Linked DNA regions of Salmo salar: region 2 is linked to region 1. The links are chromatin contacts, called in public Hi-C maps. All regions are on one chromosome and are shown on one strand. The core of a region is the stretch at or near the end of the contact, and the rest is flanking DNA. Distances in the headings are between cores, read along the strand shown. Region 1 holds the start of LOC106577185 (methylcytosine dioxygenase tet3-B). Region 2 overlaps LOC106577185 (methylcytosine dioxygenase tet3-B).

The links. Hi-C and Micro-C count contacts between places; a contact is called where the count stands out from the background.
Region 2: a contact with region 1 is called in a Hi-C map of gill, with 2.9 times the contacts expected there. The contact joins the enhancer-like site here to the promoter of LOC106577185 in region 1. A contact is called at or near these places in 3 of 3 Hi-C or Micro-C datasets (blood, gill and muscle).

The regions. Positions count from the first base shown.
Region 1 is chrssa18:30,793,978-30,800,767 of Ssal_v3.1, forward strand. LOC106577185 (methylcytosine dioxygenase tet3-B) reads left to right here and starts at 3,082. Exons shown (of 11, transcript XM_014155012.2): 1 at 3,082-3,391; 2 at 4,439-6,790. The coding sequence starts at 4,629. It also overlaps the pseudogene LOC106577186.
Region 2 is chrssa18:30,844,939-30,851,728 of Ssal_v3.1, forward strand. All of the region lies in intron 2 of LOC106577185 (methylcytosine dioxygenase tet3-B), which reads left to right. Among protein-coding and RNA genes, the nearest start is that of LOC106577185, 51 kb to the left of the region's middle. Within about 2 kb of position 3,728, at least 1 of the 13 cell types and tissues checked has an H3K27ac peak or open chromatin away from gene starts, as enhancers often do. A contact at or near this core is called in gill, where this site is marked.

The DNA of each region.
Region 1 (6,790 bases), core at 1,832-4,331:
TTTGGATAAATGCATATTACATCACTTTGGACAGGTCATGGGGTTTCTTCCCATGTTCAACATCTGACTAATAAGACAATCTTAGTTACAGATAGTACAGAGTAATAGCCTCAATATAACTGGCAGATGGATGATGATACACTAACAGTTATAGCAACAGACCTCCAGGCACCGTATCTACTGTATAGACAACAGATCTTGACCACCGTCATGTGACTTCTCCAGGCACCGTATCTACTGTATAGACAACAGACCTTGACCACCGTCATGTGACTTCTCCAGGCACCGTATCTACTGTATAGACAACAGACCTTGACCACCGTCATGTGACTTCTCCAGGCACCGTATCTACTGTATAGACAACAGACATTGACCACCGTCATGTGACTTCTCCAGGCACCATATCTATATTTGTATATAAATAAAAACCTGCACATTCAGTGCCAGTTTCCCTAACCTGTATTAAAGCTGGTATCCAGCCATTTATGCAACAAACAACCAACATGTTTCTTTCCCTCGGACATCATTGCACGCCATTTTGTTTCCCCAGAATTCTGGATGCTCCTCTCCTCCGTTTCATCAACAACACAAAAACAATTACAAATGCGCTGGGGGTGAACAGTGGTGCTGTTTCACCTGACGCTGACTGAACAGTGGTGCTGTTTCACCTGATGCTGACTGAACAGTGGTGCTGTTTCACCTGACGCTGACTGAACAGTGGTGCTGTTTCACCTGACGCTGACTGAACAGTGGTGCTGTTTCACCTGACGCTGACTGAACAGTGGTGCTGTTTCACCTGACGCTGACTGAACAGTGGTGCTGTTTCACCTGACGCTGACTGAACAGTGGTGCTGTTCCACCTGATGCTGACTGAACAGTGGTGCTGTTTCACCTGACGCTGACTGAACAGTGGTGCTGTTTCACCTGATGCTGACTGAACAGTGGTGCTGTTTCACCTGATGCTGACTGAACAGTGGTGCGGTTTCACCTGATGCTGACTGAACAGTGGTGCGGTTTCACCTGATGCTGACTGAACAGTGGTGCTGTTTCACCTGATGCTGACTGAACAGTGGTGCGGTTTCACCTGACGCTGACTGAACAGTGGTGCGGTTTCACCTGATGCTGACTGAACAGTGGTGCTGTTTCACCTGATGCTGACTGAACAGTGGTGCTGTTTCACCTGACGCTGACTGAACAGTGGTGCTGTTTCACCTGACGCTGACTGAACAGTGGTGCTGTTTCACCTGACGCTGACTGAACAGTGGTGCTGTTTCACCTGATGCTGACTGAACAGTGGTGCTGTTTCACCTGACGCTGACTGAACAGTGGTGCTGTTTCACCTGATGCTGACTGAACAGTGGTGCTGTTTCACCTGATGCTGACTGAACAGTGGTGCTGTTTCACCTGACGCTGACTGAACAGTGGTGCGGTTTCACCTGATGCTGACTGAACAGTGGTGTGGATTTCAGCTTTAAGCTTAGTCCTGGACTAAAATGCACTTTCAGTAAAGAATCTCCATCTAGCAGGCTTTTTAATGCAGGTCCAATACAAGTCAGCTTAATCTGGGTCTGTGAAAACTACCCACAAACTCATTATACCTATGTCGCTCTGCCAACGTCTAGACGTTTAAGCTGTCAGAACTCTGTAGACATATACCCATTTCTTCTGGATCTCTGGTGAGGTTTACCCATTCATTTCGATGATAGTAGTCTGTTATTGCCGGATGAATTGCCTGCACACTATGCAGCGCATCAGAACCAGGGTTTGTGTCACTGGATGTGTACTACTGTATGTTCTGTATTGTATTTCTGTATTATCATCACTAGTGAAGTCTGCAGCCGCCCTTACCTCCAGCTACGAAGGAACGGACAAAGTGATAGTCCGCCTGAGTGTGGTTGGGGATCACAGGACGACCACAGATGGAGACTGCAGCATCCATTGCCATGATGTGTGAGTTCAATCAGGACCCGAATGCATCCATAACTATGCAAAGAAAAAAACACAACAGCTACATGACATTCTCACCCAGCATTAAAAAGGACAACGCTCGAGGTCATCATCAGACCACCAATATAACTTACTAACACTGACATTCTGCCTTGCCTTGAGAGACACATAATGATGTGAGGCATAACGTTGTAAGCTGTTGATCACTGAAACAATGTATAATCAAGACATAGTTTGGTTAGCTGGCTAGTTACGTATCAAAACTAAAAAAGAGCTAGTAGTAGCTAGCTGTCATTGAAGTCGAGTTATCGTGCTACCGTTACTAGCAGATTAACGTTAACTAGTCAACTAGCTACAATTTCCAATCTCTACTATTGAATGGACTGTTCAAACACTGACTCACAGTTCAATCGACTGTTGCTGTACTAATAACTTATATTAGCCATTTTACCCACTGCAAGGTCAACACTGTCAGATGAACAAACGTTGCAAAACGGATCTCGCTAGCGGCGCGTTAGCATTTGCAGGTAGCCTCCATCTCTTCCTGATTCCCCAAAGAAACCTGTCTAGCGGGCACTCGTTGAGACAACCTCACCGAGCGACAATTGTGAGTTCAGTTTCCGGTCACTATTTTTGCGAGAAACGCGTAGCTAAAGAATAGCCAAACGTGCTTAGACAAACAGCAATACAAAAAACAACTGGCTACCGGTTAAATGTATGTATGAAGGGTTAAGGCACATGTTTTTATGATCACTAACTGTTGCCCTTCATGTGCACAGATCGAGTGTCGCACTGTCGCATGTGAATAACGTCATTGATAAATAACAAAAATGGCATAATTAAACCATAAATGTGTCAATTAATAATATGTCAACAACTGCCTAAACACTTTATCATTTTCTACATATAGGGTCATATAGTATTTGTGTGGAGCAGGTTAGTGTTTTTAAAGGTGTTATTATTACACAGTTCTGAAATATATTTTTAAAGCTGTTATTATTACACAGTTGTAAACCATACAGAATATGACGCAAAACATTAGCTTGTTAAAGGTTATCTAGGGTTTGAAGTAGTTTGATAGTAGTTTGTTACCTCTACTCATTAGAGAAAGTAGACAAATGCTCCATTCCAGGTTTTCCCAAAGACCCTTCACTCCAGAGCTGAGTTGACTCGAGACAGTAGGTCGCGTCTGGGAGAGGAGGGAGAGAGGGCTTCCCCGAATGGATTGACACAAGAAGGATTTACGCTATAAATTGTGTTTTATTCAGTATGGCTATATAGATGTTTGATAAATACAGTATTGGTAGATTGAGTCAATGTATCAGCGTTGTAAAGAAGAGCTACTAACCTGCCATATTTTCCGAGTGAAACCAATACAATGATCGTCAGTGTCTATCAGGAGTGGAATATTATTAGCAATTCAGACAGTGCAACTGTCTCTCTGGTATGTAAAGTATTTGAGCTGCCTTTTAAAGTCAACGTGTAAATAACATCTAAACCAACAACACGTATGTTATTTGTGACATTCACGAATAGCTTAGTCAGCCATCCAATGCCACTAGTGTCAAATACTCGATATTTTTCCGACATTTGGTCAAGTGCAAGAAAATCTACTCGACGCGGCAAAAAGTGTTGCAAGCTGGTTACAACATTGTCATTACGCTTCCGTCCGAAACTCTTGCAGTAAAAAAGTAGGCCGCGAGCCAAGTCCGGTGTTGTGTGATAGCCTGTACTTTTTAAAGGGCTTCACTTCTGCCTTTTAACTGTTAAATGGCTTAGCCTAAATATAAAATAAATACCACCGCCATGCGGAAGCAGAAGGAGCGTTTGGAGATTTTAGCATATTGATTAATAATACAAATCTATTATTGATATTGCAATGAATCATTTATTTATAGGACATGGTTATTGTGTAATCTGTTAACTACATGGTAATAAGCATGTCTCTACTTCACGGATCATTGCTTTGACAAGGTGTTGTGTGTTGTAAACTGTTTAGTCGGCTAAGCCAAATACGGACCGTATTTGGCACGGCAGGCCCAGCGCCATTCCTTTCGTTAAAGGGACACAGTAGGGAAAACTGCAGTAGCCTAAAGTGGGCTCACAAGGCGAGTTTATTGAACATGATCAGTTGAAAGTGAAAGACGGCTGGTAACTCGACAATCTTCAACACTATACAACTAACCCATATAGTTACACCTGATACCTCATACATGTTCTATTTGCAGTCACACGCTTCATTGCCCGAATGCAACACCATGCAATTCAAGATTTCTAAACATCTGCTACAAATTATACAATTGGGTTCTACTATACCCAGTACCTACAAAAAAAAACGTGTGACCAGGCATGTTTTGTTAGGAAAATAAAAAAGTTTTCTCCTTAGTGTTCAGTCAAACACGGATGTGTTTGGGTGTGTTATATAGTGCACTAATAGAGAAACAGACAGTTATTTTAACATATTTTTATTTTCTTGATCAATTCCCTCCAGGTCCTTGCACAGCTTTTCAACATGGTGGGAAAATAACTCAGCATTTGCGTGTCAGTGTAAGCCAGTAATCCAATCTCAAAAAAATTAAGGAAGAGAGAAAAAAAAGTTGAAGTTGGAGCACAGCTGAGAACAACCATTCACCTGGTTCCCATGCCGACTGCCCCATCTCTGCCCTCTCACATCCTCCACTATGCCTCCTACTCCCAAACCCCCTAAGAGACAACCCCCACCACAGACAAGGAATGGCTGCAAGGTGATACCCACAACAACAACCACCACCACCGCCAAGAGACAGATCTCCAACTCCAGCAAGTCCAGAGGAAAAGCCTTTGAGAGCCCACAGTCGACACCAAAACCACCCCGAAGATCCACAACCAGGACCCAGGCCCAGCCGGCCAGAAGCCCAGGGAGGAGTGGGGTTGGCAGGCTTGGCACGCTTGGCAGTCAGGTCCCGGGGGGGTCCCCTGGTAGGGTTAACCATGCCCCTGTGCATGTAACAGGATCAGTGAGGCTAAGGAGCCGGGGTAATCCTCTGCTCCAGCATGGGGTGGGAGAGGATCCGCCGGGGCGCAGGATGTCCTTACGGGGCATGGGGTGCTCCAAGAAGTTTCCTCCCCTGACGGTAAAGCCTTGCAGGGGAGGGAAGAAAGCCAGGGGCAGGGGAGCGAGGGGAGCAAGGGGTCAGAGATGGAGCGAAAGAGGGATTGAGCAAGGACCTGAGGAGTCTGACCCTGGTAGTATAGACCCTAGTGTGATTGACCAAGAGAAAGAGCTAGTCAGCCATGATAGTGAGGGCCAACCTCTTAACCTAAGGACTGAACTTGAAGACCCTTCCTGTGTTGACCAGCAGGAACCAGGAGTCGGCCATGAATGTGAGGGAAAACCTCTTAACCTGAGGACTGAACTTGATGACCCTTCCTGTATTGACCAGCTAGAGCCAGGTGTCGGCCATGATGGTGAGGGCAAACCTCTTAACCTGAGGACTGATGACTCAGCTAGTGATGGCAAACATGAAGAGTTAGTTGCCCATAATGGTGACGTGGTTGGTACTGACCCACACAATAAGCCTTTCAGCCATAGTGGTGACGGCAACCACTCTGAGCTCAATGACCCCATCAGTGTTGACCAACAACAGGAAAAGCTAGTCAATAATATTAGTGAGGGCAATTCAGGGCAATTCAACCAGAGCCATGAGCTTGGTGACTCTACCAGTGATGAGAGGCAGGAAGTGTCAGTTGTCCCTAAAGGTGAAGACAAAGCCAAGATTAACCTTGGACCTGAGCAGATTGAGATGGAGCAGAGAGAGAGAGATACTCATGCAAAGGAGCAAAGAGGAGGGGAGAGGTTGGAGAAGGAAGGAAAGGAAGCAGTGGAGAAGGAAGGAGAGGAAGCAATGGAGGAAGGAGAGAAGACGGATGAAGAAAAGAAGAAAGCAGAGGGGGAGGAGAGAGTGGAGATAGCCAAGGTGAAGGAGACTAAGGAAAGAGAGGAGAAAGACGAGAGACTGGAGAAGAGAGAGGTTATCAGCAGACCTCCAGACACAAGCTCCAGTATATCTGTCTCTCAGCCCCAAAAGCCACCTCTGCAGGATGACGTGTTGATGATGCAATCACCTGTCCATCCCTCACCTGTCTCTGAACCAGCTACCTCAGACCTGGCGTCACCCCCTCTCCCTCATCCTCACCCGACCTCTCCACCTCACCCCACAATGTCACATGACATTAAGGTTCTGAACCAAGGTGCAAAACTAATCCAACCTAACCAAACTGTTGAAATCCATAAATCTTTAAAAGTCCCAACTACTTTCCATGAGACATCACAGACGACCTCAGTGCACCCAGTATCACTAAGTCTCTCAGTTGCCTTCCTCAGTGAACCCCACAAGTCCCTGTGTGTAATCCCAGCGAACCCAGCACCCGGTCAGAGCCTAGAGAGCCCTGTCTCTCCAGAGGCTAGACAACTTCTCAGACCAGTGGACGAAGAGACCAAAGAGTCATCCAATCACCTCAATGCAAAATTTTCTTCATCATCTGCATCATCATCGTCAGACCTGTACACCAACGCGGAGGTCCCCATCACTGTGTCTGTACCTGACCTGGGTCCATTGTCAAACAACCACAACAACTACCCAGAAGAACCACCATCATCATCATCACTCCCATACACAAAGAAAGACGTCTTCACCACTGGGTCTGAACCAGACAAAGACATTGTATCTGTCTCTGATTGTGACCTAGGTTCTGGTCCAATGACTCACAACAAGTACAACCAAGATGAGCCACAGCCATCACTCCCAAACACAGACACAAGGTCTGAACCAAACACAGGGTCTGAACCAAACACAGATATTGC
Region 2 (6,790 bases), core at 2,478-4,977, 52 kb after region 1:
TGTCCCATGGACGTTCTGTAGTTACTATGTAGTAGGATCTGTCCCATGGACGTTCTGTAGTTACTATGTAGTAGGATCTGTCCCATGGACGTTCTGTAGTTACTATGTAGTATGATCTGTCCCATGGACGTTCTGTAGTTACTATGTAGTAGGATCTGTCCCATGGACGTTCTGTAGTTACTATGTAGTAGGATCTGTCCCATGGACGTTCTGTAGTTACTATGTAGTAGGATCTGTCCCATGGACGTTCTGTAGTTACTATGTAGTATGATCTGTCCCATGGACGTTCTGTAGTTACTATGTAGTATGATCTGTCCCATGGACGTTCTGTAGTTACTATGTAGTAGGATCTGTCCCATGGACGTTCTGTAGTTACTATGTAGTAGGATCTGTCCCATGGACGTTCTGTAGTTACTATGTAGTATGATCTGTCCCATGGACGTTCTGTAGTTACTATGTAGTAGGATCTGTCCCATGGACGTTCTGTAGTTACTATGTAGTAGGATCTGTCCCATGGACGTTCTGTAGTTACTATGTAGTATGATCTGTCCCATGGACGTTCTGTAGTTACTATGTAGTAGGATCTGTCCCATGGACGTTCTGTAGTTACTATGTAGTAGGATCTGTCCCATGGACGTTCTGTAGTTACTATGTAGTAGGATCTGTCCCATGGACGTTCTGTAGTTACTATGTAGTAGGATCTGTCCCATGGACGTTCTGTAGTTACTATGTAGTAGGATCTGTCCCATGGACGTTCTGTAGTTACTATGTAGTATGATCTGTCCCATGGACGTTCTGTAGTTACTATGTAGTAGGATCTGTCCCATGGACGTTCTGTAGTTACTATGTAGTATGATCTGTCCCATGGACGTTCTGTAGTTACTATGTAGTAGGATCTGTCCCATGGACGTTCTGTAGTTACTATGTAGTATGATCTGTCCCATGGACGTTCTGTAGTTACTATGTAGTAGGATCTGTCCCATGGACGTTCTGTAGTTACTATGTAGTAGGATCTGTCCCATGGACGTTCTGTAGTTACTATGTAGTATGATCTGTCCCATGGACGTTCTGTAGTTACTATGTAGTAGGATCTGTCCCATGGACGTTCTGTAGTTACTATGTAGTAGGATCTGTCCCATGGACGTTCTGTAGTTACTATGTAGTATGATCTGTCCCATGGACGTTCTGTAGTTACTATGTAGTAGGATCTGTCCCATGGACGTTCTGTAGTTACTATGTAGTAGGATCTGTCCCATGGACGTTCTGTAGTTACTATGTAGTATGATCTGTCCCATGGACGTTCTGTAGTTACTATGTAGTAGGATCTGTCCCATGGACGTTCTGTAGTTACTATGTAGTATGATCTGTCCCATGGACGTTCTGTAGTTACTATGTAGTAGGATCTGTCCCATGGACGTTCTGTAGTTACTATGTAGTAGGATCTGTCCCATGGACGTTCTGTAGTTACTATGTAGTAGGATCTGTCCCATGGACGTTCTGTAGTTACTATGTAGTAGGATCTGTCCCATGGACGTTCTGTAGTTACTATGTAGTAGGATCTGTCCCATGGACGTTCTGTAGTTACTATGTAGTATGATCTGTCCCATGGACGTTCTGTAGTTACTATGTAGTATGATCTGTCCCATGGACGTTCTGTAGTTACTATGTAGTAGGATCTGTCCCATGGACGTTCTGTAGTTACTATGTAGTAGGATCTGTCCCATGGACGTTCTGTAGTTACTATGTAGTAGGATCTGTCCCATGGACGTTCTGTAGTTACTATGTAGTATGATCTGTCCCATGGACGTTCTGTAGTTACTATGTAGTAGGATCTGTCCCATGGACGTTCTGTAGTTACTATGTAGTAGGATCTGTCCCATGGACGTTCTGTAGTTACTATGTAGTAGGATCTGTCCCATGGACGTTCTGTAGTTACTATGTAGTAGGATCTGTCCCATGGACGTTCTGTAGTTACTATGTAGTAGGATCTGTCCCATGGACGTTCTGTAGTTACTATGTAGTATGATCTGTCCCATGGACGTTCTGTAGTTACTATGTAGTAGGATCTGTCCCATGGACGTTCTGTAGTTACTATGTAGTAGGATCTGTCCCATGGACGTTCTGTAGTTACTATGTAGTATGATCTGTCCCATGGACGTTCTGTAGTTACTATGTAGTAGGATCTGTCCCATGGACGTTCTGTAGTTACTATGTAGTAGGATCTGTCCCATGGACGTTCTGTAGTTACTATGTAGTATGATCTGTCCCATGGACGTTCTGTAGTTACTATGTAGTAGGATCTGTCCCATGGACGTTCTGTAGTTACTATGTAGTAGGATCTGTCCCATGGACGTTCTGTAGTTACTATGTAGTATGATCTGTCCCATGGACGTTCTGTAGTTACTATGTAGTAGGAGCTGTCCCATGGACGTTCTGTAGTTACTATGTAGTATGATCTGTCCCATGGACGTTCTGTAGTTACTATGTAGTATGATCTGTCCCATGGACGTTCTGTATGAGCCAATGTCTTGTGTTCATCCTCTACATGGCTTTTCTGCCTCACTGCGTTTTGTGCAGAATTAAGGCCTTCACTTTTCCTCACGCCTGGTGTCTCAGGGTTAATTTGCAGTTTTAGGATGTGTGTGTGTGTGTGTGTGTGTGTGTGTGTGTGTGTGTGTGTGTGTGTGTGTGTGTGTGTGTGTGTGTGTGTGTGTGTGTGTGTGTGTGTAGTAGTAGTAGTAGTTAAAGTCGTCCATACCCTCAAAGGCTTCAGACTTTATGAAATCGATCTTCAGCTTTAGGCTACATGTCATTGTGACTGTAAAGGTCTGAGTATTGGTGAACATCTGAGAAAGCATTAGGCTATATGTTGTAGTGGTAACCAGTCCAACCTGTTGCAGATTATCTGACTTGGGCTTGTGCAGGCTGGTGTTGTCAGAAGGTTTTGCAATGTATAACTAGTAAGATCCATGGGGAAAAAGACAGTTAGTGTAACCAGATGGCAGTTGATAGGTGTGTGTGATGCATAGTAAACGTGACTAGAAAACAACATGACCTGTTTTGAACACACACAGTCGGGCACTAGACTTAAATAGACAAACCTGTCCAACTACCTCAGACTGCTCTGATTAGTCACCACACACACACACACACACACACACACACACACTCTGACAATAAAGCATATTTTAATGTTCTTTTATGAACTGTTAAAGTAGAATTATGATTCTTATGAAAAGGAGAACAATAGTCTGTTAAACACTGACATATCGTAATTGTACTTGCGATGTTGTCCTTTTAATTCATTGGTTTATCCATCACGGGAAGTATCCGTGTGTGTTTGTTTGTGGTTGGCATGCTGCCTGTTGCTAGCGGCTGTTATGAATACACTGATCAGCTGTTGTCTTAGTACCTGAGCTATGCCACACACACACTCATACAAACACACACACACAAACACACACACACACAACACACACAGGGTTGGCTGGCTGAGGTGTCAGAGTGGTAGAGGGAGGCTGCCTGAGTTTGTTCCCCTGTCCTGGTATGGCCTCCGCCATGCCGACACCACATGGTCGTCTTTAGAGAGGAGAGAGGCCGACACCATATGGTCGTCTTTAGAGAGGAGAGAGGGAGGATAGAAGGGGCTGAGAAAGTGAGGGGAAAGGAAGAGAAGTTTCTGTGAGAGAATGAAAGAGAGAAAAGGGGAGGATCTGAGTGAGAGAGAAACATATGTTTCCCATGCCAATAAAACCCCTTAAATTGAAATTGAACTTGAAAAGAAGAGAGAGATGGATAGAAATGAGAGAGAGAGATTGCTTTGGCAATGTAAACATATGTTTCCCATGCCAATTGAATTGAATTGAGAGAGAGAGGGAGAGAGAGAGAGAGAGAGAAAGAGAGAGACAGTGGCAGAATACCTGACCACTGTGACTGACCCAAACTTAAGGAAAACTTTGACTATGTACAGAGTGAGCATAGCCTTGCTATTGAGAAAGGCCGCTGTAGGCAGACCTGGCTCTCAAGAGAAGACAGGCTATGTGCACACTGCCCAAAAATGAGGTGGAAACTGAGCTGCACTTCCTAATCTTCATTCAGCCAAATGTATGACCATATTAAATTACACAGATCCACAAAGAATTAGAAAACAAGCCCAATTTTGATAAACTCCCATATCTACTGGGTGAAATACCACAGTGTGCCATCACAGCAGCAAGATGTGTGACCTGTTGCCACAAGAAAAGGGCAACCAGTGAAGAACAAACACCATTGTAAATACAACCCATATTTATGTTAATTTATTTTCCCTTTTGTACTTTAACTATTTGCACATCGCTACAACACTTTATATAGACATAATATGACATTTGAAGTGTCTTTATTCTTTTGGAACTTTTGGAACTTCTATGAATAAAAATCTCTTTCTACACATGAGAACTTTTTGTATTTTTCTTGTCTTCAAATCCCTGCCAAAAGTGAGGTGACCTAAGCGCTTCCAAATATGGAGTTGCAGGTCATGTTTGCGCATATCTCTCCTATGTGCAAATCTTTATGGCAGTCATTTTACTTAAGGCCCTCGATTTACAAATACAAATCAAAAAGTCTTTGTTTGTAGATAGTGAATTGCATTTGTGGAAAGTGATTTACATTTGTGGATTGGTGATTTACATTTGTGGATTGGTGATTTACATTTGTGGATTGGTGATTTACATTTGTGGAAAGTGATTTACATTTGTGGATTGGTGATTTACATTTGTGGAAAGTGATTTACATTTGTGGATTGGTGATTTACATTTGTGGATTGGGGATTTACATTTGTGGAAAGTGATTTATATTTGTGGATTGGTGATTTACATTTGTGGATTGGTGATTTACATTTGTGGAAAGTGATTTACATTTGTGGATTGGTGATTTACATTTGTGAAAAGTGATTTACATTTGTGGATTGGTGATTTACATTTGTGGTAAAGTGATTTATATATGTGGATTGGTGATTTACATTTGCGAATACATGTGGCATAATATTGATCTCTTATAGGCCCTCTGGTAAAATGTGCCACTAATCCTGTAGACCAGGAAGTAGAGAGTTGCAGGAGCTGAACCACGGTGTGCTGCTGCTACACTTCTAGAATTGAAGTCAACCACCTGACTGTGTTTTGGCGTTTCACACTGCTGGGTCATGTTCATTATGCAACGCATTATGATACGCAACAGAAAACACCTGAAAACATTTTGCAATGGAAAACAAAAATGAGGGTTCATTGTACAAGTGCAGCTGGTCCCTACTTGTTTCAGTCCGTTTTCTTCCGTATGGTGCCTAATGAACACGAACAAGCATGAAAAATGTGTTATGGTTTAGGGTGGATTAGATTCTGTCATGTTATGGTTTAGGGTGGATTAGATTCTGTCATGTTATGGTTTAGGGTGGATTAGATTCTGTCATGTTATGGTTTAGGGTGGATTAGATTCTGTCATGTTATGGTTTAGGGTGGATTCTGTCACGTTATGGTTTAGGGTGGATTAGATTCTGTCATGTTATGGTTTAGGGTGGATTATGTCATGTTATGGTTTAGGGTGGATTAGATTCTGTCATGTTATGGTTTAGGGTGGATTAGATTCTGTCACGTTATGGTTTAGGGTGGATTAGATTCTGTCATGTTATGGTTTAGGGTGGATTCTGTCATGTTATGGTTTAGGGTGGATTAGATTCTGTCATGTTATGGTTTAGGGTGGATTATGTCATGTTATGGTTTAGGGTGGATTAGATTCTGTCATGTTATGGTTTAGGGTGGATTAAATTATGTCATGTTATGGTTTAGGGTGGATTAGATTCTGTCATGTTATTGTTTAGGGTGGATTATATTCTGTCATGTTATGGTTTAGGGTGGATTATATTCTGTCATGTTATGGTTCAAGGTGGATTATATTCTGTCATGTTATGGTTTAGGGTGGATTAGATTCTGTCACGTTATGGTTCAGGGTGGATTATATTCTGTCATGTTATTGTTTAGGGTGGATTATGTCATGTTATTGTTTAGGGTGGATTATATTCTGTCATGTTATTGTTTAGGGTGAATTATATTCTGTGATGTTATGGTTTAGGGTGGATTATATTCTGTCATGTTATGGTTCAGGGTGGATTATATTCTGTCATGTTATGGTTCAGGGTGGATTATATTCTGTCATGTTATTGTTTAGGGTGGATTATATTCTGTCATGTTATGGTTTAGGGTGGATTATATTCTGTCATGTTATGGTTCAGGGTGGATTATATTCTGTCATGTTATTGTTTAGGGTGGATTCTGTCATGTTTTGTGTATATTGGTTGGAGAAGTAACAGTTTAGAGAAATCACAGCCAGAAATCACAGTTTAGATAATATCTTTCTGTATCGTTATAAAACAAATACTTTGAAAAGTGTTTTTTTAACAAAGACACTTTCTCACAGCTTTATGATAAAGAGTTCATAAAAAGCAAACATAAGGAGACTACAGCGGCTAGGACAAGTGTTTGTAGTTTGAACTGATATCAGGTGACTTGGAGGAATCGTTGGAGCTGTGACTGATGCTAGACAGACAGGATTGTGTGCTTTGCATTACAGTCAGGGTTCATTAAGATGCAAAACAATTAATCCAGGGATATGTACTTGTCTCTCATGCGATGTCATCTCAGGGTAATTCGATTTTCTGTCTAACGCTGATCCTTTCCACCGCCATATGAATAGAATACATGCATTAGGCCTTATTTCATTAATAAAGTATTCCATCATGTTGTATTAGCCATTTATAAAC